Linked DNA regions of Mus musculus: region 1 is linked to region 2. A link is a contact called in public HiChIP or PLAC-seq data. All regions are on one chromosome and are shown on one strand. Each heading gives the region's core, a stretch centred on a gene start, on an enhancer-like site or on the middle of the called end of the contact. The rest is flanking DNA. Distances are from core to core; before and after follow the strand shown.

Region 1 (5,622 bases), core at 2,382-4,881, 240 kb after region 2:
TCCTTTATCTCCTGGGACAAACACCCCTGTCCCCTCCCCACCCTCACCGCCCCCCCCATCTCCGTCTCTGTCTTTTATCCCCTGCCCCCTGTCCTCCTGGGGCAAATCTCCTCCCTGCTGAGAACTTGGTCTTAAGGCTCCAGAATGATACTTTTCCTTTCAGCCTAAGACCTTGTTTTTCTCTTCTTATCCTATGTTTTTTGGATTTGTCTCTTTCATTGTGCAACAACTCTACAGCCATGTGTTGTATGACAAAATTTTCAGGGCAGGGGGAGGGGAAATGTAACTCTTATGTCTACTTACCCTAGACAGGGAACCCACAAGAGTCCAAAGTAGAGATACCCCCCCAAAAAAGTCCAACTTGGTGAACAATTGAGTTCATTTGGATTACCTACAGAAGTATGGATGAGGGGTTAGTTACAAGAACAGAAATAACTCAAAGACAGCTATATTACGAAAGCCCACTCCAGCATGGGTGACAGCTCACACAGTGGGAAACCTGAAGCGCATTGCACAGTCATCAGGCAGCTCCACAGGTTGAAGAGTGTCCTTTCCAGGTGCCTCAGGTTTCCAGGCTAAACCTCTTCCAGGAAGCTGATCTGGTCTGAGTTGTCTTCGCTGGTTTTCTCCTCTGAGAATCTTCTTTGAAGCTCAGCTTGCTTGAGTCCTGGCTGCTCAGCTGCCTCAGTCTTCTGTGCAGCTCAGCATCTGAGGTGGACTCTCAGTCTGTATTGCTTATTCTCATAGGGAGGGGCCTAGTGAATCTGGTCAGTTTCAGGGACTTCCTGAAGCTATTTTGAGTTACTCATCTTCTCACTTAAGGAGTGTCCAGCAAGATGGAATGCTTCAGTCTCCTAAAAAGGAAAACACCGTGATAATGAGCAGTAGTACAGCAGATACATCATTTGTTTATGACCTTTAGGTGGAATAATCTTAAATTTTTAGCATTAATAAAGCAGTTGTGGAGGCCTGTCCCTGAAATGTTAGCATTCAGGAGGTGGAGGTAGGAACATCAGAAGTCCAAGGTCATCCTTTGCTACATCAACTTTGCTGTAGGGGAGGAAGAGATGGTTCAGTAGTTAAGAGCATCTAGAATTCTTGGAAAGAACCAGAGTTTGATACCCAGTACCCAGGTCAGGCAGCTCACGATCACTTGTAACTCTAGCTCCTGGGGATCCAACACCCTCTTTTGGAACTCCTTCTTTTGGACTTTAAGAGTATCTACACTCTCATATACACCTACATGGACACCATATATATGATTTTAAATAAACATATTTTTAAAGTATGAGGCAGTCTGGGCTTCATAAGACTCTGTTTTCCCATGCCCACAAATAGTATTAATAATGTTTGTTGTGAAAGCTTTTCTTTTCTAGTATCTATTTTCTGAAAAAAATTTTCCTTATTAAAAATACATAGGGGTAGAGAGCTTAGACATGAATAAAACCCTGGTTCGATTCCTAGCACCATACAAAAATCAGGGTTAGTGGCTCATATCTGTAATCCTAGCAATTGGACAGTGGAGGCAGGAGGATCAGTAGTTCAAAGTCATCTTCAACTACTTAGCAACTTTGAGGTCAGCCTGGTCTACTTGAGATGTCTCAAAGGAAAAAGGAAGGGAGGAAGGAAGGAAGGAAGGAAGGAAGGAAGGAAGGGAGGGAGGGAGGGAGGGAGGGAGGGAGGGAGAGAGGGAGGGAGCGGAGGGAGGGAGGGAGGGAGGAAGGAAAGAAGGAAGAAAGACTTCTATTATGTTATAAAATAGGAATTCCTGGTGAAACTTTTCCAAAGTATTTGTAAGGTTTTAGTGAGTGTATGTTCACTTGTGTCCAATGTGGTACATATTCTGAGTTGTCCCTAGATCACTAAAATCAGTTTTTTCTTTTGTTTTCAGTACTCAAACTCAAAGCAGTGCCTAAAAGAAGGTTTTTGCACACTCATAGTATGTGTTACATGTATGGTTTGTTCGTTTCAAGACAGGGTCTCACTATGAAGCTCTGGCTGTCCTGGAACGCCTTATACAAACCAGGTTTTCCTGGAACTCACAGAGATCCACCTGGCTTTTCCTCCGGAGGACTGGGATTAAAGGCGCGGAAGACCAGGACTTTAGAGTTGCTAGTATGGTTCTTGCATGCATAAGAAGCAACTCAACTAAACCAGGCCTGTTGGTGCATTCACGGAGTGCTTAGTGTCACACTGCCTCAGTATTTCCTCATGATCATACCACACTCATTACTATGTTTTGGTTTGATTTGGCTCATTTTGAGACAGGCTTTCTGCTAGCCCAGGCCTTCACTATGTTCCTGCCTATACTTGCCAAGTGCTGGGATTATAGGCCCAAGCTACCATACCCAAACCAAGACAAAATAAGACAAGTTTTATAGAGCATACCACAAGTATGAATTTAAAAGGGAGATCCAGTTTGGCGTTGAGTGAGTGATTTCTTGCCTTCCTTACACATGCAGGGTTTGTCTTCATTATGAAGTCTCTGGTGTGGCAGTGGTGGCGCACGCCTTTAATCCCAGCACTTGGGAGGCAAAGGCAGGCGGATTTCTGAGTTCAAGGCCAGCCTGGTCTACAGAGTGAGTTCCAGGACAGCCAGGGCTACACAGAGAAACCCTGTCTCTAAAAGCCAAAAAAAAAAGTCTCTGGTGTTTAATGTATGTGTACATATGTGTGTGTGTTCCTGATGATCGAGTAAGAGAGAAGCATGCTAGACAAGCACTCTACTGTTGAGTTATATCCCTAGTCCTACTCATGGCTTCTTTCTAAAAAGCCTTTTCATGCCTATGACATTCAAAATTCTCCCTGTGTGTAATAGCTGATTATCAGGGAAGTTTTTCTTTGGGCTGGAGATTACTGCATTTGCTACATATGTGGGGTTCCTTCCCAGTACAAAGGTTTTTATCTTTAATGAGGTATTGCTTCTAGCTAAGGAGGCTTGACAATGAAGTAGCTTTCCTGCCATCCTAAGACCTGTGAGTGTGCAGTATTCACTAGAGCTGGCATGCCTCCATGTTTATCATTTGTCCATGGATTCTTCTAATTTTGGAGACAGGGTCTCGCTGTGGAGCTCTGGCTGGTCTGAAACTCTCTATATACACCACATTGACCTAAAACTCACATAAATCCACCTGCTTCTGCCTCCTGAGTGCTGGGATTAGAGGTTCCCACCAATCATTCCCGGATTGTATGGATTCTTAAATATAGAATGGGTAATGGGATTCAAGATAATGTTCGGTGACCTGAGGAGGTAGACCAGATGTACAAATGGTTTTCTTGCACATGGGAGGTCCAAGTTTTAATTTTCAGCCAGTTAGAGGGAGGCAAGAAAATACATAGAGAGAATATCATTTGGGGGAAGGAAAAAATACTCAGTTATGTCCAGCCCACAGATGTTCTTTCTCTCCTACATACATTCCCCTCAAATCTAAGAGGTATTGCCTTGCCTAAGGGGTTTTCCACATTCACTGCATTCATGAATGTCTTTTCTGTATGAGGTTTCTAAACGCTGAGGGCTTTATTTGAGTTGGATGCTTTCCAGCATTTCTCACAGGCTAAGGCTTTGTCACAGGCAGCAGGAAATTCAGCAGGCTGTTGCCTGCTGGGTGCTTGAAGAATCCCCCTGGGGATGGGAAACTCTGTTCAAGTGTAGCTGAGTTCTGGGTGTCACAGAGAAGACTCCTGGGATGACTGAGAAGAAAGGAACCTTAGGGAGTTTTGGGGCTAAGCAGAAAGCAAGGTGCATTGGAAAGAGTCAAGTGGGGTGTTAGGAGAGAAACACACCAAAGGGTCTCAGCGTTAGCTGCTCGAGTGATCTGACGGCTTCAAAGCTACTTTATCTGAACCTAAGTTTCAGAGTTAGATGGAGTATGTACTGCCGAGTTCCTCTTTCTTATTCTCAGAGTTCTATTCTTGGAAGGGAGACTATTGGAGGTGGGAAGGATAGCAGAGCTATATCACCACAGCTATAACATCAAAGAAATCATAACCACCTATTAGTATGCCACAGGGAGGTTGCACTCACACAGTAGTTCATTAGCTGTATTTTAAAAAATCATTTATTTTTATGTTATGTGCTCTGTTTGTTGTTTTTGACTGCATGTGTGTCTGTGTGGGGCTGTTGGAACCCCTGGAACAGCTGTAAGCTGCCAAGGGGGTGCTGAACCTGGTTCCCCTGGAAGAACTGTTGTCACCCCCTGAGCCATTTCTCCAGCCTCTCATTAGCCATCTTTACCACTTACATTTCTGGTTATCTCTCAATAAGGGGAGTCAAGTTCTGCTGGTGGTCTGGCCAGCATTGAAGACGCCTGGGATAGGCTAGTCAGGGTGACAGACCAGAGCTAGGAAGGTTGAAGAGGCCCTTTTCCTTCTTATGTCCCCTCTATTTCTTAAGGATCTTTCTTGCCTCTGTTTCCCTTCTGGGTTGTTGATTCTCAGGAATCAATGACATATCTCTGATAAAGGCTTTTCCCACACAACCCACTTTCAAATGAGGTCACTACAAACAGAATGAACAGCTCTGAGGATTTATTGAAGAAACCTCCAAATTCAGTTTTTCCTGTCATACTTTAATATAATGGAGTAGACTTCTGGGACAAAATGTATAGGATCTTCAACATATATACCAAGCAAGCAAGCAAACAAGCAAGCAAGCAAGCAAGCAAGCAAGCAAGCAAGCAAGCAAGCAAGCAAGGAAGCAAGCATTTTTGAACCATAATCCTCAAATCCAGCCCATGTCATATGCTATTTTCCGAAAGACACCTCAGATCCCACAGACCGAGGGCTCACTCCTCTAGGCTGCTGCACACTGAAGATGCCAACCACAGCCCTGAGATGGTTTGCCTGCATTTCTGACAGCCGGTTCTAAGCTGGCATTCCCACAACTCCACCTTGGTTCTATTGTGTCACTACGGCAACTCACAGAACTTGCTGTGATACTACCGAGGATACTGGTTAGCTCCGGATGATGGGGAACAGCGGGTAAGGTGGGAGGATGGACCACCCTTCAAGAACTTCCACATGCTCACGTGTACTGGTTAAGCCAGATTCTGCTCCTTACGGCTTTAATGAAAGCTCTCCTTAAGGAGGCTTCGTTGACTAGGCCATTGCCTATTGGTGAAAAGCTTAACCTTTAGGGGATGGGATAGAAAGTCCCATCTCTCTAATCCTGTTTTGATTTTTCAGGTAACAGCCTCCATCTAAAGCTATCTAAGGGCTGCCATTGCCTGCACACAAAAACCTGCCAGAGTTGTTCATATACAGGAAGAAGACAGTTTCCCTCATACTGACATCTGAATCAAGGTCCAAAATTCTTTCCTACTGAATCCCACCCAAAAAGCTCTGTTGGTTTTGCTTTGTTTTAAGATCAACTTTAAATTTGATCCTAGACTCAGGCAATACTTTCATTTCCTAAAACAGAGCAAATCTTTCCCCACAGAGGTTTGTTTTGCAGTAAAGTGTTTGATGGGAAGTTCTTTTCCATTTCATGTGCTTCTTGTTTTTAAACTTTGACTCTGACAACGAGAGAGCCAACTTGACTGGAAATCTTCCTTGTGGCTTCTCTCTGGGGACTAATTTCTAAGGTTTCTTCTGGTCTTTTTAACTCTTCCCCCCTAACATCTA
Region 2 (5,579 bases), core at 159-2,658:
AAATTTGTTGGAGCATAGACTTTGATTTTGTTGACATTATTTTGAAAAATTTCATCGCTTTGGGTGCTCTGGTAGAGGGTGGTTTAAGTCAGAGGCAGCCAAGTGTCTAATGCAGCTGGGAGATCAACCTACCTTGCACAAAGAAGTCTTTCGGTTTAAAAACTGGAGGTGTAGGTACATAGCATGCCCAGCACCCAAATTGCAGCGGTCTTGACTGGTATCCTGCCCTTCTCCTCTTCTGGGGCGCAATCCCACTTGCCTCCAGGAATACCCACTCCGCCCCCAGTGCCCCCAATCGCCAGGTCTGATTCCCTGAGGTCCGAGGTAGCCACACCTTAGGGTATTTTATCCTACAGGCAGACTTTACAGCGACCGAAACTCAGACAGTAACCCTCTAGAGAAGAACAGTCAATTTTCGGTGATCCACACATTCCCTTCCCCAAGGGCGAGACTGTGTACTAGAACGGGATTCACCGTAAGGGAAGGAATAGTTCACAGTTGCTTTAGGTTTTAGAAGCCAGTCTGTGTTGGGGAAAGAAAAAAGACATGGGAGCCAATTTTTTTTTCTGGTCTGCTCAGAACTGCACTTCCTGCCATGGTAATCAGAAAAATGCTATGGCAACCTCAAAGTACGACAAGGCTGCTAGACCTGTCAAGACGCTCGGTAGTAACCCTTGCGGGGGATCGCTGATCATCGGGGAGAAAGCAGGGGAGCTCGCCAGATTCTCAGAGGCCCTCGTGGCCACGCCCTAATAGGCCTCAGTTTCCACGTGTGAAAAATGGCCACACCACCCAGATTCCTTTCCCGACCGGGAAATGCTGGAGTGCTTTGCTGCTACAGAAACCACCCGGGGAAGAGAGTTTCTTTCGGTTTTTAGCTCCAAGAAAAGCAAATCATCCTAACGCTGGCTTCCTTCGGCGCAGGACCAGACCACAGCTACGGGACGACAACCCGACAGGCCTCATGGCGCTTATGCATACGAAGCTCACAGACAAGTGCACACAGACTGGGTCAAGGCCCGCTGTGCTTCAGCGTCTGGCTTGCACCACCGGCGAAGGACAGCTCGCACTACGCTTGCGCAATAGCCGCGCACCGCCTCCAGCGCGGCCCCGCCCCTCCCTCTCCCTAGGCCGGGCCGGCCGGCCGCGCGGAGCATTGTGGGACACAAACAAAGTGCCCCCAAACAGGCTGGAGTGAAACGAGCGGCTACGGCGGCGCCCGCCCGCCCGCACGCCCGCACGCGCGCTGCGGCGGCTCCCTCCCAGCCTCCCGTCCTCTCCCCTCAGTCCCTTTCCCCTTCCCCACCCCGCCCCGCCGCGGCCAGCGCGAGCGAGCCTTCGGCCGCCCTCGACCAACCGCCCCCAACGGCCGTCCGTGCGCAGCGGGCTGGGCCCCTCGCTCCTCCCCTCAGGCCCACGGGCGCCCGGCGCTCTCCTCGCGCCTCGCACTCTCGCACCTCGCGGCCACGCGGGTGAGTGGCGCCGCCATGCGCGCCCAGTCCCAGGCTGCACACTGGCCTAGGAGCGGCGGCCCGAGATAGGGTCCCCTGAGCCTCCCGGGGGAGGAGAGGAGCCAGTCGCGCGCTCCGCCCCCTCCCCCCGGGTTGCCGCCACCGCCGCTGCCTCCGCCACCGCCACAGCCACCGCCACCTCGCCGCCCCAGCCTGGCGGGGAAGAGGAGGAGCAGTTGCAGGCCTCCGGGCCTCGGCACCGCCGCCCGCAGGTAACGGGAGGGGAGGGCCAGTGGGGAGACGGCGGGCCGGCCTGGGGACTGACACCACTTGTCACCCACCTGGACGCGGGAGGGAGAGGAAACCTGGTTTGTCACCCTGATTCGTGCTGGGAGGCACCCACAGGGTCCCCCTCATTGGCGATTAATCCTTAGAGGGGGACTGGCCTTGGTCCCAGCGGACCTGAAGCCGTCACCCAGATCTTCCAGGGGAGCCTATCGGCCAGAAAATCCGCCCAATAACAAATGCTGTGCTGCCGGGCCATTTATTACCCGCTCACCTGGTCTACGCGCGAGCCCTAGACTTGTTTATTCCTTCCTCTCCCAGGCTGCCCTACTCGCCCGCGTCGGAACGGCACTTTTCTTAAAAAGAAATAGAGAATGCAAACACTTCTAACCCCCTCCCACCTACCTGAGGATCACTCTGTAGCTGGTCTTTTTACTGTCGGCCTAACAAAAAGCTAGGGGTTACCTGCAAGTGAAATGACAACTAAGTTACAACTGATTAAAGGAAATCGCATCAGTTTGGTTTTTGTAAACCTTAACCAGAATCTATTGAAAACCGCGATGTTTACGTACTTTCACGGAACTTACAGAAATTAAGACCAAAACTACTTTTTTAAGCATATAAGCATACTAATCTGTTGAATGTGTGTTTTCAGAAAAATTCTCAACTTCCGCTTATTAGCATTTTTTTGCAGAGATAAGTTAATACCCAAAGCGAACTATACCATATAATAGACAACAGAGGCTGGATAAAGATTTGATATTTCCTTTTGCCTTTTTGGTAATTCTTGATTTAAAAAGTACTACATAGATCTTGATTTTTTTGTTCCTATTTACTTTGATTTCCAGTTGATTTATAATATTCGTTTATGTCTTTGTAGTTCTCCCCATGGAATATAAAAAGGAGTGTTTTCTTAATCCATTTGTATTTTGTGATGATTTGTATTTATTAATTACAAAAACCAGGTTTACTTACTTTGTGCAACAATGCTTTGCTTTGTTAGAGCTATAGTCTTATTCTTAGAACCTGGTGATATAGTTACTTTTGAGTTTTATAGAATTGACAGAAACTTAGTAATATTAATTGTAACTTGCCCCAGGTTGCCCAATTGACAATTGAACCCAGAGACATTCCTGGGTAAGATGGCTTTTTCCGCTGTACTTCTCAGTAGTAATATAAATTTCTTTTATGGCCTGGAAGTTTTCAGTTTCACAGAAGTTGTCAGGGAAAATGCAGTGAACATAGATACCAGACTGGTGGTCAACCTTTTTCTCTGCATTGTTGCCAGTTTTTCTTGTGGTTGCTACTGTTGCTGTTGTTGAGACAGTCTGCCTCTTCCTCCTAAGTGCTGGTTGGGATTAGATTTTTTTTCCCCCACCATGTTTGATTTTGTTTGTTTGTTGTTTTGTTTTTTGAAACAGGATTTCTGTGTGTAGCCCTGGCTGGCCTGGAACTCACTCTGTAGACTGCCTAGCCTTAAACTCAAGTGATCACAACGCCTGCCTCTGCCTCCCAAACACTAGGCTTGCAATGTGGCCACCACCACCAGGCTCCATGTTTGATTCTTTTATTTCCTAAAAATACCAAGTCAAATTAACAATGTCCATTAAAATATGTGTATTCAGATTTACTCTGTTGTTCCTAAGTGTTTCCACAGCTGTAGTCAATCAAGGTTATAGTGTTGCATGTGGTGATTGCATATACTTAGTCATACCTTTTGTTAAAAAGGGTGGTACCCAGACCACTTTTCCATTTTCTGGGCACTTAACTGACCAATTGTTCTGTAGAATCTGGCTACATATTTGAACTTTGACCTTGTCTTTGAGTGTCAATTCACTTACTGTTCTTGTTAAGTAAAAGTTTGGTTCTAGACCTGTCCAACTGCTGGTCCATGGTTGTATCCAAAGGCAAGGATATCTGTGAATACATCCCAACACAAAGTTATAAACTGAAAATACTAGTTTGTGTGTGTGTGTGTGTGCACGCGCGCTTATAACTTCATGAATTGCACGATTTCTTTGAAAACTTTGTAGATAATGGTGATAGCATCTTGTCAAAAGATTGGGCATCCCTGGAACAAAGATTTCATTTGTTTAAGGGAAACCTTACTTGGCAAGAGTATTTAAATGGATGATACCCTGTATCTCATAATTGTATATATTAGGAGGTTTATAGTGTTGGGACACCACACAGTTGGTAATGTTAAATGTGACTGCGTGGTTAAAGTGGTAACTACAAGGTCTTTTATGAAGGTGTTGTTTGAGAGTTTGATTATATGTGGTCTTACAGTACTCTGATGAGAAGCAAGTAACTTCTGACTATACTTTGCTTAGTGATTTTTTAGCTCTTAATCAGTTACTTTATTGAAGTTCCCTGAAATATTTTTCTTTATTAGATATTATGATGATGATGTATCCTAAAGTTCTTCCTTTTCTTTTTTTCTTTTTCTTTTCTTTTTTTTTTACAGGATTTCTCTGTATAGCCCTGGCTGTCCTGGAACTCACTCTGTAGACCAGGTTGGCCTCGAACTCAGAAATCTGCCTCCCAAGTGCTGGGATTAAAGGCATGCACCACCACTGCTCGGCTCTAAAGTTCTTCCTAAAAATGCAGATTAAATGCTTGATCAGTTTAATACTGATTTTTTTTTCTTTTTTTTTTCCAAGACAGTGTTTCTCTGTATAGCCTTGGCTATCCTGGAACTCACTCTGTAGACCAGGCTGGCCTCGAACTCAGAAATCCGCCAGCCTCTGCCTCCCAAGTGCTGGGATCAAAGGTGTGTGCCACCACTGCATGGCTAATATTGATTTTTAAAGAGATGGGGAAATTGTTAAACAAGTTGATTTTTTTTTTTCATTTTAGGGGGATTGTGATAGCCATTATGAACATTAGATTTGGGGTGATAGTACTACTAGGGACTTTTAATTTATTCATTTTATAACCAAGTAGGCCCTTTTTGAGGGCCACATTGGTTCCCAGTTTGTAGATGAGAATCTTTTTTTATAGATTTTACTTATTTACTATATACATGTATATTTGAAGAGTACACTGTCGCTGTCTTCGGACACACCAGGAGAGGGCATCAAATCTCATTACAGATGATTGTGAACCACCATGTGGTTGCTGGGAACTGAGCGCAAGGCCTCTGGAAGAGCAGTCAGTGCTCTTAACCACTGAGCCATCTCTCCAGCCCAGTGGAAATCTTTTCAAACTGACTGAAATGTCTTTTGATACTTAGGCAGGTTGTCCACTATATCAGCACTTTCTGGTACAGGGTATCCTAGGATGCTTTTGCTGTGGAAAGGGCTGTTTATCTAGGGAGTCTTGGCTTATTTCCGTGAAAAATGCTTTATACAAACAAAGATCTGAAAGTTTGGCATAATCATGTCTACCCTTTTAAGTTCTATTTATTTATTTACTATATGTAAGTACTCTGTAGTTGTTTCAGACACATGAAGAGGGCGTCAGATCTTGTTATGGATGGTTGTGAGTCGCCATGTGGTTGCTGGGATTTGAATTCAAGACCTTTGGAAGAGCAGTCAATGCTCTTAACCGCTGAGCCATCTCACCAGCCCCGTATTACTGTTTCTTGAAAGGCTAGAACTAAAAATTTATTTACTTAGACAGGGTCTCACTATAGCCCTGGCTGCTCTGGAAGTCACAGAAATCCTCCTGCTGCCTCTCCAGTGCTGGAATTAAAGATGTGGGCCACCACACTTAGCCACTTTTGCATTTGTTTAATCATGAGTTCATAGTGTGATAGAGATGTCCAATTGAAATTACCTGGACAGACTTTATCATCTTTGATTCTTTTGTCAAAAAATGAAGATCTTGCTAACAAGAGTA

What was found. HiChIP or PLAC-seq counts read pairs in DNA pulled down with a chosen protein or histone mark.
Region 1: a contact with region 2 is called in a FOXA1 HiChIP or PLAC-seq map of pancreatic cancer cells. The contact joins the enhancer-like site here to the promoter of Zbtb44 in region 2. A contact is called at or near these places in 3 of 39 promoter capture datasets (the HPC-7 cell line, embryonic stem cells and pre-B cells), 5 of 484 Hi-C or Micro-C datasets (B cells, CD4 T cells, CD8 T cells and 2 more), 4 of 115 datasets of contacts at active chromatin or transcription factors (embryonic stem cells, microglia and pancreatic cancer cells) and 1 of 9 other capture datasets (liver).

Annotation. Positions count from the first base shown.
Region 1 is chr9:31,262,665-31,268,286 of GRCm38.p6, forward strand. It overlaps a transcript of Gm7244 not described here. Among named protein-coding and RNA genes, the nearest start is that of Gm7244, 5.9 kb to the right of the region's middle. Within about 2 kb of position 3,632, at least 91 of the 459 cell types and tissues checked have an H3K27ac peak or open chromatin away from gene starts, as enhancers often do. A contact at or near this core is called in pancreatic cancer cells and pre-B cells, where this site is marked.
Region 2 is chr9:31,029,236-31,034,814 of GRCm38.p6, forward strand. Zbtb44 (zinc finger and BTB domain containing 44) reads left to right here and starts at 1,409. Exons shown (of 6, transcript NM_001115130.1): 1 at 1,409-1,723.